3 separate regions of the Anser cygnoides genome follow, and all the other regions are linked to region 2. The links are chromatin contacts, called in public Hi-C maps. All regions are on one chromosome and are shown on one strand. Each heading gives the region's core, a stretch centred on a gene start, on an enhancer-like site or on the middle of the called end of the contact. The rest is flanking DNA. Distances are from core to core; before and after follow the strand shown. Region 1 overlaps BMP1 (bone morphogenetic protein 1). Region 2 overlaps LOXL2 (lysyl oxidase like 2). Region 3 overlaps DOCK5 (dedicator of cytokinesis 5).

Region 1 (3,806 bases), core at 655-3,154, 300 kb after region 2:
GGAATGGGAGCAAAGGGGGTGGGATCGGGTGCTGGAGCGGCTCAAGGGCCGGTGGGGAGCGGTGCCAAGTTCACGCTCCGAGCAATTAACAAGTGGATCCCAAAAGAGCCACTAATTGCAAAAGCGAGGCGGGACAATTAGGAGAGCCCGGAGAGGTCTGAAGCAACGGCCACCGGCACGGGGAGGCGAGAGGATGAGCCCAGACACCCCGACCCTGCCCAACCCTGGGCCCAAACCCCTCGCTGGAGACGGCACGGAGCGCTTTGGGGTGAAAGGGCCACATTTTGGGTCTGTTCCCAGTCCCGGTCAGCCGGTAGGCACATCCCAACAGAAGGAAACCCTTGCCCAGGGGCAGAGCAGGGCCGTGGCACGGCAAACCCCCCAGTGCTTTGCCAGACACCGATCTCCCGGAGAGCCCCGGTGCGGATCCGGGGCCGGGGGGGCGCTGTGTCCGAGCGGGAGGAGCGGGGAGGCCCCGGGGCGCGCGAGGGACGAGCAGCCCGTGCCAAGAGGCGCATGGAAAGACAAGGGAAATTAAGCTCGCTTACGGCGGAGCAAGCGCCGGCAGAGCCAAGTGATATAGAAACCATATGTGAGGGATTTGGGATACGTGAGAGAGCCGGGCAGGCGAGCGCGGGGACGTGGGGCTGCTCTCCGAGCCGGTGCGAGGCAGCCCGGCTTCTTGCTGGACCCAGCCAGAGCTTGGGGCCGTGCCACGGCCACCGGAAAAATCCCCCAAAATTCCCCTCCCGGCTGGGAAAAGCGGCTTCCCACTCAGGGCCGTCCCCGCCCCGGGCTGGAGGAGCGGAGGTGGCCCGGCCGCGATCCCTTTAAGGCCACGTTAGGGCCAGCCCAAAGCGTTGCTTTTAGAAACGTCCACGTTGGTTTGGGGTTTGGGCGCTTCCTCCCCGCCGGGCCGAGCCCAGAGCTCCCCAGGGGCCGTCCCGAAGGCGCCCCTGTCCCCAGCGGCCCCTCCGCCGCGGGGGCTCCCCGTGCCAGAATTCCCAGTTAACCCCTCCGAGGGGCCGCTGCTGCGACTTGCTCCTCTCCGCGGCTGCTCCCCCAAAAAAATGCGGGGGCGAAGGCGCCGTGCCGGGGCTGACGGGGCAGGAGAGGTCCCTGAGTCAGCCCGGCCCCAGCCCAGCGCCGCGGGCGGCGAGGAGCTGCCAAAGCTCGGCGGAGCTCACGTAGGAGCGGGGGAAATCGGAGCTGCAGCACGCCGCCGGGGCACCCCCTGCGCCCGCACCCCGCGCCCTCGCACCCTCGCCCCGCCGTGGCGCGGTGCCGCTCGGCTCCCCGAGGGTTTGGGGACAGCCCGGTGTCCCCAGTGCTGTCCCCAGCCCGGGAGGCCGTGGCCGTGCCGCAGGGGCCGCCCCAGGTTGCAAAATTCGGGGCAAGGTCTGAGCAATTGCGGTGCCAGCGGGGCGGACACGGTGCCAGCATGGCACCGGTGCAGTGGGAGCACGGAGACCCGGAGAGGCGGTGGCTCCAAGGCCATGCACCGGCCGTGGGGACGCTCGGGGCGTGATGTCCCCATCCTTGTCCCCAGCAGCTGCAGAGGAAGGGGGTGGGAGCAGGGAAGGGGCCGGCCCTGCACGTCCCTCCTGCTCCCCAACCCTTTGGGACCTGCCAGCGAGGCTCCCGCCGAGCTCCCCGGCACCCCAAAGCCACCTGCAAGGTGCCACCGTGTCCCCAGCATCCCTACCCCAGCCCTGAGCCTCGGCGTCCCCATCAGCCACCCCACACTCACCCCACACCCCCCATGGTATTGCTGGGGAAGCCGAGAAGGTGGCGTTCCCCCCCGTGCCACAGCCAGCACCCCAAAAATGCCCCAAATCTGCCTATTTCAGCCTCCCGCACACCCCGGCGGGGCCGGATCCTGCCGGAGATAACTCAGCCCCTCTTGTTTGACTTTTTTTTTACACGCTGTGTTTTTGTTTTCGGGTTCTTGCAACGGTGACGTAAGCCCAGGGACGATCAAGACAAACAAAGTTTGACGTTCGGACCCGGGCCAGCCCCCCCAGCACCCCATCCCAATGCTGCAGGCACGATCCTCGCCGTGCGCACGGCTCCGTGGCCGTCCCCGAGGGCCCCCTCGTCCCCTCCCCACGGCTCGCCAGGGATGCGGGCGCTCAGCATCCTTCCTATTCAAAGCGAGGAGAAGGAAGGGGTCCCCCCGGGAACGGGGCCCTCCGACGAAGGGCTGGCATCGCCGAGGTTTCGGGACGAGCCCCGAGGTTTTCGCAGGCACAACCCAACCTGCGGACGAGCCCCGCGAGCCCGGGGCGTGAACGCGATGTCCTGGCGAGCGCGCAAAAGCAAACAGATCGGCGGGAGAAACCTTGGCAGGGGAGGGCGCGCAGATAAACAGGACGGGATCAGGTTTCAGGTCAGTCTGGGGCAAACCGGGCTCGGTGCGCGGCGCCGGGTTCGGAAGAGCCCTCGCCCCAACGCGGGTCCGACGAGGCCGGGCTCCCCTCGGAGCACCGAGAGCCACGGGTCTGGTGTGATGGGCATCAGCCCGTGCTCAGGAGCAAGGAGCAGGCTCAGTCCGACCATCCCACCGCCTCCAAGCCCTTGTGGACCACGAGCATCGCTCCGGGGCCAGCCAGGGACCAAACTGGGAGCGGGCGAAGAGGCAGGGAGCGAGCCGCGCTGCCCCGGCCACAAGACGGAGGCGTCTCCGGGGCAGGATGGAGGAGAGAGGTTTAAAAGGTGCATCCCGGCCTGGGCCAAGCCGCCGGGGTCGTAAAGCCTCGGAGTCACCGGGGCAGCATCCCACTGGCTCGGCGGAGCCGTTAAATATGTGAGGAATGCTCCTCGCGCCTCCCCCTCGCTGCCTCGCGCCAGCCCAGCTGCACCCGCAGCGAGCAGCAAAACACGCCGGGGCCGCAGCAGGAGGAGCGGGTGCCGCGCACGGATGCGGCCGGGACCCCCCCCCCACCCCGCCTCGGGGGTCTCATCCTGCTGGGGCGCACGGGTGTAAAGGCGGAGAGGTGCTGGGCATCCCCAGCAGCGCGGCTGGGAGCGCAGCGCCACGGTGGCTGGGGTCGAGGCCTCATCCCGCAGCTCGCCGGCACCCCGTGGCCCTGCGGGGACCCCAGGGGGACGGATCCTGGCCCTTTACTCCCCTCTGGCCGTGGTGCTCAGCCCCTCTCCCGGTGCCCCCGGCCAAGCAGCCGGCGGGGCGAGGAATATTTGCTTTCCCAGAGCACCTTCCTAGAGCGCGGCCGGCACAATACAGGAATTCAGCCTCGCAGCCACGCCGGGAGCCCGGCCAGAGCACGGCCCCGCTGCGGCCGGGGGGGAAACTGAGGCACGGGGGGGCTGGGGCTGCTCAGCACCCGGGGGGGACCTTCTCCTCCCACAGCCCCCCGGGTGGTGGGGACGCTGAAGGGCCAGCAGGATGCCCTGCCACTGAATCATCCCTGAGCTCAGCACCCGTCGGAAGGGGAGAAACAAGGGCAAGGCGCATCCTGCCCGGGCACAGCACCCCTCTCCGAGCCCCCAGCCCCCTTTCCCGAGGGGCTGGGCTCTGCCGGGGCCAGCACAGCACGGAGCAAGCGGCCGTGCCGAGCTCGGAGGAGCCTGGCCTCTAATAAACACGGCTCGTAAAGGTCCGGGGGCAGGTCGGGAGCGGGAGGGACGCTCGGATCGCTCCAGGGGAGGATTTTCCTCCCGCTCCTCTTCCGTGACAGCGAGCGGAGGAGAAAGCCTCCTCCGGGGCTCGGCGCGGAGGACGCAAAGCATGAAACCTCCAGCGTGTCAGAGCCTCCGGGACGGAGCCCAGCCTCCCCTTAACTCCT
Region 2 (3,613 bases), core at 538-3,037:
GGGGAGGAGGAAGCCTGGACCAGAACAGCGTCTGCCTGCTCTTCTGGATGGGAAGGGGCCGGAGGAATTCGTGGGTGCCACAGGGATTCGAGCACGTCGCAGGCTGGGTAAAAAGGAGGCACTTGGAGCTCTTGGGGAGAGACTGCCCAAGTGAGGTGAGGCTGGGAAAGGATCGGGAAGAGGCCAAGAGCCATCTGTGCACTCAAAACTGGATTCTGTTTATACGGAGGAGGGATGAACTCAATCCCTCTTCAATCTTTCCAGCCTGTAAACACCAGAATGTAAACACCTCTCTGAATGATTCAGACATATTTCAGAAACTGAGTCAGACTCGAGACCTCAAACTTATCCAGGAGGCAGCCAAATCAGACAGCTTCAAAGTCAACAGCTCAGCTGCTGCAGAACGTCCCTTCTTTCCTTGTTGCCTCACTCCATCACTGGGAGCTTCTGTTCAGTAGGCTTTCGATGTGGAAGCAGAACAAAAAAATGGGAAAGATCCTAGCAGGGGCTCAAAATTGTTTAATTTCTGGCGTGTCGTGATTTATTTGTTTGGTTTTGGTTAGAGGGGAGGTGGTAGAAGGTGAAAAACCCAATCTCTAGAGGAAAGATTTCTGCCCTTCCATCTTTGACCCCTTTTTTTCTGTAAAAACGGGTGCAGAGTGGGGCTGCAATACTTGCGGCTGTAAGTTTTTATGCTGTGATTATTTTTACAGCTGGAAAGGAGATGAGCCGTGCCTTGTGCTTTTTATTTATTATTTATTTAACTCATAAGCATCAGGTTTTGAACTGGGGGCCGTGCAGTTGCCTCACCCCCAGGTCAGGCTGTGCAGACGGGCTCTGGTGCCTCAGGATTTGGGGACCAGCTCTGCTCCCAGCACCCGTGGCTGCACTCCTGTTCCCAACAATGTGCTTGCGTGTGGGTTTTTTTCCCCGATTCCAAGGCTGGGATCAAATTCAGCATGTTACATCAGCGTGACCACGTTTGTGCTCCCAGCCCTGGCCACGTGGAGCTCTGCTTGGGCACTTCCCACCTCCTTCCTGGCCCAAGGAATTGACTGCACTTAGGCACAGGTTGAATTTTTTTCTGAAGCAGCAGTTTGGCATGGGAGAGGACAAAGTTCCTGAGGTCAGCACCTCCCAGACCCTGCAGTGGTCTCGCTTTGCTGGTTGCAGGTTTACAGCACAGCTTCCGTGCTCTCTCCGAAGCGTTGCTGCGTTCGACAGCGACTTCGGATAGCGGCGCAGCCCCGGCTGAGTTGACACCAACGCTTCCCCGTTTAAAATGATGAAATGCGTCGTGTGCGAAGCCAGCTGTCACCTTGTTTAGATCAGAGCGAAGCGAGTGCTGGGAGGGAGAAGCTGGTTCCATCTGTTGTTCGTTTTCTGCCAATAAATTTACATTCCGATTCCTTTTTAAAAATAAAAAAGGAAAAAAAAAAGGAAAAAAAAGAAATAGCCAGGTTGCTAGCTTGGGAACATCCTGCTCTGTTTGCAGCCTGTTAGGGACAGGTGAAACAGTTCTTTTTTGGGTAAACAGGGCACTAGAAATGATAACCTGGTGCTGCCGGCTTTGATTTTTCCCACCTTATAAACCACTGCGATCCCACGAAGGCTGGGGCAAGGCTCTCCCCTGGCACAGCTTTAGCACTTGATGTATAAACAAATACCCGGGCTGGGAGCCAGGACGGAGGCAGCCCGAGCGCCGGTGCCACGTAGGAGCGTGCCGAGGGGAACGTCTCCTGCCCGGGGTTTCTCTCTCCCTCTCCTCCTGCAGCACCTTTCGGTTCCCAGCGCTTTGTGCATCGTCATTTATTTCCTCCCACGCTGCTGTGGGAGGAGAAATTCCTGCCCGAGGGATGAAGCAGCACAAAGTCCGGGCTATTCCCATCCACGTTGTCCTGCCCCCGGGACCGTCGCTGCTGGGGGCACCGCACAGCCCTTCAGAGGTGGTAATTAAAGGGGCGTCTGCTTGCCCTAACGATGGCTCTCCCCGTCTGTGTCTTGCAGGCACTACCACAGCATGGAGGTTTTTACCCACTACGATCTCCTGAACCTCAACGGGACCAAGGTAGCTGAAGGACACAAGGCCAGTTTCTGTCTGGAAGACACGGAGTGTGAAGCAGGTGCGTTTGCCATTGCCCCTCGTGCTTTCTGCTGTCCCCATACAGATTACGGGACTCAAAGATGCTAGGAAATTCCCTAGAAATTAGAATAGATAGAATAGATCCTAGGAAATAGATAGAATAGATCCTAGGAAATTCGAGCGTGGCTTGACAGGACCTGGAAACCAGTCCTGAGGATGTGTTAGTATGGAATAATGGTCTCTACAGGTTTAAGAGAATCCCAGCAGACCCCGTGTATGTCGAGGTTTCCAGACCTCAGCTTCTTATGTCTTTATTCTGAGCTGCTCTGGAAACCTCAGTGTGCATGGTCTGATTCCCATAAAGCATGAAACTCTGAGACTTGCCCCTGGGTGATAACACAGGAAAGGTGGCAGCTCCTCCCAGGCATTTAACTAGTCCATGTATTTCAGTACAGGACTCTAAGCGAGGTAACGTTGCGTTGTCTCATCCAAAATCTCACGCCCGTAGCTTATCGCTGTCTATGGGAGCTGGAGAACAACCAGCCCTTCCTCTGACACGGTCTGTGAATCCAACGCTGCGTGGTTTTAACTCCTCTCCTCCTTTAGACGTGCAAAAACAGTACGAATGTGCCAATTTCGGTGAACAAGGGATCACAGTCGGGTGCTGGGACGTGTACCGACATGACATCGACTGCCAGTGGATCGATATTACTGATGTCCCGCCGGGCGACTACCTCTTCCAGGTACGGGGGGAAAAAGCGTTTGAGACACTGCCAGTGCCTTTATCTTATCCACTGGGGATGCCAGGAATGTAACTAACTGGTTAGTTTATACATCTACAATACTATGAACTACTGCTTATAGTGATTGTGTTCCCAGAATACCTAAAGAATTAGCTACCAGAACAGCAAAGTGTTACCAGATCCCATATTAAACCCAATTAAAAAGTCAGGGATGATAACCACAGCTTCGAGATAAGCCCTAATGAATCCAGGTGCAGCTAATACTCGATATCCTACGCAACCCACGTGCTACCACCACGTTGCATCCCCCTGTTGTCTCGTACCAAGCCTCTGAGCTGTTTGTAAGCAACGCTCGCTTCGCTTGGGGAATTAAATCGCGGTGTTTGCATGAGAAGTTGCGGCTGCCTACAGTCTGTTTTGTGCAAGTGGGGGGAATTCTTCGGCTCTAAAAACAGCCACTTAAACTGCAGAGGAGCGAAGGGAATTATTTTTGTCTCCCCTGCTATCGTGTGAAATGTAGAGAAGGTGTTTGAGGGTATATTTTGGTGCACGGGGGAAGGTGTGAGCTTGATCTGGGTTAAATCAAGCACTTTGTCTGCTTTGAAAAAGTGAGTTACTTTTTTTTCTAAAACAAATGAACAAAAAAATTATGCTGTAATGAAAAGTTGATTCTACCTCGAGTCCAGTCCCTCTTCAGGTAGCTTTATGCGGTGTTTCTCCATCGCTCCCAAGGTTGTCATCAACCCAAACTACGAAGTCGCCGAATCGGACTACTCGAACAACGTGA
Region 3 (3,977 bases), core at 534-3,033, 410 kb before region 2:
ACGTTTTTATGCATGTCCCGTTTGTTTTGCTTGTTTAGATAGTTAGACTCTTTAAAGCAAACACTTCATTTACTTTTGAAAGTCTAAAGGTGATACCAAAACATAACTACTTATGCCACTGATGTCCACATAAGCTTTTTCCTCACACCTATCCCTCCTACAGCTCTCACCAGCCAAAATAATTCTTCAACCTATTTGGTACACATGAAAAAGATCTCATCACCAAAATACAACATGAAAAACCTGATTAATTCAAATTCTGCCTCCACCACTGTTTACAGTGTTAGCAACTATGTTGTAAAACCAGAATGCTAAGGGAGCTGAGTCCATGGATGCATTTTCATGGCTGCCTGCTCCTTATCCTGTCCCAACAGGCACTCAAAATCCATTACAGTGAAAAAAAAAAAAAAAAAAAGGAATGGTAACAAAATGCAGCAGTATCTGGGATACACTTCCCTGCCAGTATGCATGTAATATTTCAAGGTCCACGCTCTACCTGCTGGTACCTGGATTGCCATGTCTACGCCTGACCTCCAGAGAGGAGTTCATGGAAATCAGAGCAGCTCTGTGGAAACACAATCATCTCCCTGGCTGGTGCCTATCAGTAAATAAGGCTGAAGCTTGTCTGCTTTTCAGAGCACTCGTTTTTGTTTATATTTGCATAGACCTTAGCGCAACCCAGGCCTGACTCATTCCATGCTCTCAAGCACTAACCCAGGCAAAATGGTAACAGAGGTTTCTCAAAGTTCACTTTTATCAGTCCGACAGGAGCTGTTTAGAACCCACCACGCCAGGGATCATCCAAACATGCAATTAAAAGATAATGTGGCTGAAGGAGGCTTCCCAGACACCACCTGCCTCATCTACCCCGGTACTCGCTCCGCTCTGCTGCAGTCACTGCATTTTTCATCTTTTGCTATGGATTCAGCATCTCTAATTACAAAGCACTGACTGAGCAGAACATCAAAACCTGCTTTGTTAAGGAGCTTCCTCTTCCCGTTTCTACTGTTATCATCTCTAATTAAATATTTTTTATGCTCTTAACTGGTTCTGCCCTAATAAAATTAGTCATACCTGTACATCTCTTTCATAGAGCCCCAGATTCCAAGGCTCACACTGCAATTAGGAAGTGGATAGCTATGCAGTAAGCCACCATACTTGCAGCTGTACCTGCTTAGATAAGTAAGCCTTAAAAAGTGTCAGCTGTAAGATTCAAGAAGGAATTCGGGCCTCATCCTTGTTTTACCTCTGCATGGTTAGCCAGTTACTACAACCGTCTTATGTTGAGAGTCAAGTGCAGTTCATTTTCAGAGGGAAAGTGCCATAGTTTTGATCATCTGGGACAAAGTGTATGGTTATGCAACTCCAAAATGATTTTTATTTTATTTTTTTTGGACTACATCCCACCCAACAGCTAGTGGGAATTGGTCGACTGTGTATTGCTGCTTCATCCAGGTGGCAGCTGACTGATGTCACTTGGCTGTATCAGGGCTGTTAATGTTTAACCACAAGCCCCAGCTGCTCCCACACGGCAGAACGAGAGGCTCACCTCAGTTACTGCCCCGTTCTGGTCCCTGCAAAGAACAGGAATGATAAGAACTACTCATCGTTCGCCCCTTGAGAATATAAATGTAAAGGGAGCTATAAATAGGCATCTTCCTTCAGTTTGGGCCCATGTCAAGGGGCTGGCGGAAGCTAGATGAGCCTATAGTTGATACAAGGCAGATATTGCTGACATATTTAGTAAACAAAGGCAAAAATAAATGTACTCTTAACCTGAGTTAAAAAGGGAAGAAAACTTGGGTTAGCTTTCAGGGAAATTCAGAGCATATCTTAATTTGGCATGAGCTAACCCTGAGTTATCTCTGCACCTGTTTACATTAGCTAACTCCCATTAACCAGCCCAAGTTAAAAACCCCTGCCCATTTTCGTATTTATTTTGCAGTGGAGATATACCCCCTGGTACAATGTCTGCTGCAAAGCCCAGAAATTAAAGTGAAATGAAATGCTGCCAAATAAAGAAATCCTCTGTATTTCCTTTCTCTCCTCAAATATCTCCTTCCTCCTTTGTTATTTTTTTCTTTTAATACATACTGCAGGGGGAAAATAAAATAAACTCAAATCCATTTCAAACCACAACATTTTCCAGGACTATTTTAAGAGTTATGTTGGTTAAGCACAGGAACATGAAAGACATCTGCTCTTAAAAAAACAGATTCTGAGGCTATGATCTTAAAGTTATTCAGAAAAAAAAATAATAATCAGGAATAAAACTCTCTTTTCACACAGTAATAACGTCACATACGGTTTCTCATTAAGTTAAGAGGGTGGAACAAATTTTTGTGGTTTCGTGGCTCACAAACAAAACGTGCTTGTGGCCCCGTGAAATTTTCAATAGCAAAACTTGCTCTGGATAAACTGAATTGTTAGAGCTAATTTAAAACAATTCTTTCATCTTAATTAAAGTCTCAGGGCACATACTACTCCGCAGGCTGAACACATTACTGACCAAAGAGAAATCTCTTGGCTCTTCTTAACATGCATTAATAATCACCTTTAAAAGAAGGCAATTCATTGTGAACTCCAGCTGTCCTTCTCTGAGCAAGAACTTCACCAACTTTAGCAAAACTACTGAATCTGTGCATTACCTTGAGCTGACTTTTCTGTAGTAACTTTGTCACGTGTCTTGTCATTCTCTCTACTGAGAATGACACATATTATGGGACTTTGGTCAGTCAAATGTCCCACCAGCACCCCCAGCCCTAGCTCTCTTCCTCTCCTTTGCCTACCTGACCTGTACATGCACTCGGGGGTGAGGCTCAGGCATTCCATTAAATATCTACACGATGTCCAGAAACACAGGTTTCACCCTTGTTAAATGTTTTGTTAAAACATCACGGTTTCTCGCACAACTTCACTGAGATCTCCTGCCCTCATACAGGAGGGATGTGAAGCAGGAAGCCTCACTGTACAGCAAACTGAGTCACACTCACAACCCCAACCAGCTGACACGATGCTGAGTGTGACTTGTGCCAGCTGATGCTCAGAGTCAAGTCTTCAGCAGTGCTCTGTCATCACAAATTGTTCAAGTACAGCGAACACTCTGTGGCACGGACTAAACTGCCACTCTGTCTGTGCTCGCACATTTATTTAGAGGAGAGCGGAACTTTTTTAGCCCCTTGTGAGGTCAGTTTTACAAGAATGATAGTTCTTCAGTTCTGCATCAGGTTCTCTTTAGAGATCTTAAAGTGCTCTGCAAAAGGCCCAGGTCTCATCTCATCCGACATCATTTAATATCTTGTTCATTTTATTTGCCAGACAATTGAAACAAGAAATAATTACAGGACAGAGTACAGCAAAGCATGAGACAGTTATCTTCCTAATAACTGAAGATAATTCTGCTTCTGCATACGCTCCAGACTGCTGCTGAATCCCCCCTGCCCCAGCAACATGGGGTTTGAAACACAGCAGATCTAAGTCTCTTATCAGCATAACTGGACTCTGGAAACTCCCATTCTTAAAAGCCTTACCGCTTGCAATGTACACACACATTTCTGGCTGCACAGAAGGAAATAAGAGCTTTTAAAAGACTTCCACACTGTTTGCATTTCAACCTGAATGAAGTAGCCCTTCTCTCACTTCCTTTGCTAAATACCAACCACTGAAGCAAGCTTACCACGTACAACTTGTGCCAGATAACTGCCCACTCCCTCAGGGTGGAAGTCAGTTCTTGCCCAAGGGGCAGTTCACCTGGAATCACCGTCTCATGTTGTCTAAAGTAAAAAAGAGAAAATAGAAAAAGGGCATTATACTCAAGATCAAAACCTTATACTCAAGATCAAATCCTAAATGGACAAAAATTAAGTTCTGAATAATCACCCTGGTAACTCAGCCACAGTTATTTAATAAATAATAATTAAAAAAAAAAGTACTTTCTAAAGTCTCTTTCTATTGCAGCTGCTTTTTCCCCTCACACC

The links. Hi-C and Micro-C count contacts between places; a contact is called where the count stands out from the background.
Region 1: a contact with region 2 is called in a Hi-C map of liver, with 14 times the contacts expected there. The contact joins two enhancer-like sites. A contact is called at or near these places in 2 of 7 Hi-C or Micro-C datasets (both in liver).
Region 3: a Hi-C map of liver shows a contact between it and region 2, with 14 times the contacts expected there. The contact joins two enhancer-like sites. A contact is called at or near these places in 2 of 7 Hi-C or Micro-C datasets (both in liver).

What each region holds. Positions count from the first base shown.
Region 1 is chr26:2,192,524-2,196,329 of Taihu_goose_T2T_genome, reverse strand. The region is part of intron 1 of BMP1 (bone morphogenetic protein 1); the gene reads right to left. Among named protein-coding and RNA genes, the nearest start is that of BMP1, 4.6 kb to the right of the region's middle. Within about 2 kb of position 1,904, at least 2 of the 3 cell types and tissues checked have open chromatin away from gene starts, as enhancers often do. A contact at or near this core is called in liver, where this site is marked.
Region 2 is chr26:2,491,510-2,495,122 of Taihu_goose_T2T_genome, reverse strand. LOXL2 (lysyl oxidase like 2) reads left to right here. Exons shown (of 14, transcript XM_013202100.3): 11 at 2,008-2,123; 12 at 2,690-2,826; 13 at 3,559-3,613. Among named protein-coding and RNA genes, the nearest start is that of R3HCC1, 14 kb to the right of the region's middle. Within about 2 kb of position 1,787, at least 2 of the 3 cell types and tissues checked have open chromatin away from gene starts, as enhancers often do. A contact at or near this core is called in liver, where this site is marked.
Region 3 is chr26:2,901,152-2,905,128 of Taihu_goose_T2T_genome, reverse strand. It overlaps DOCK5 (dedicator of cytokinesis 5), which reads right to left. Exons shown (of 57, transcript XM_013200957.3): 10 at 3,677-3,773. Among named protein-coding and RNA genes, the nearest start is that of GNRH1, 60 kb to the left of the region's middle. Within about 2 kb of position 1,783, at least 1 of the 3 cell types and tissues checked has open chromatin away from gene starts, as enhancers often do. A contact at or near this core is called in liver, where this site is marked.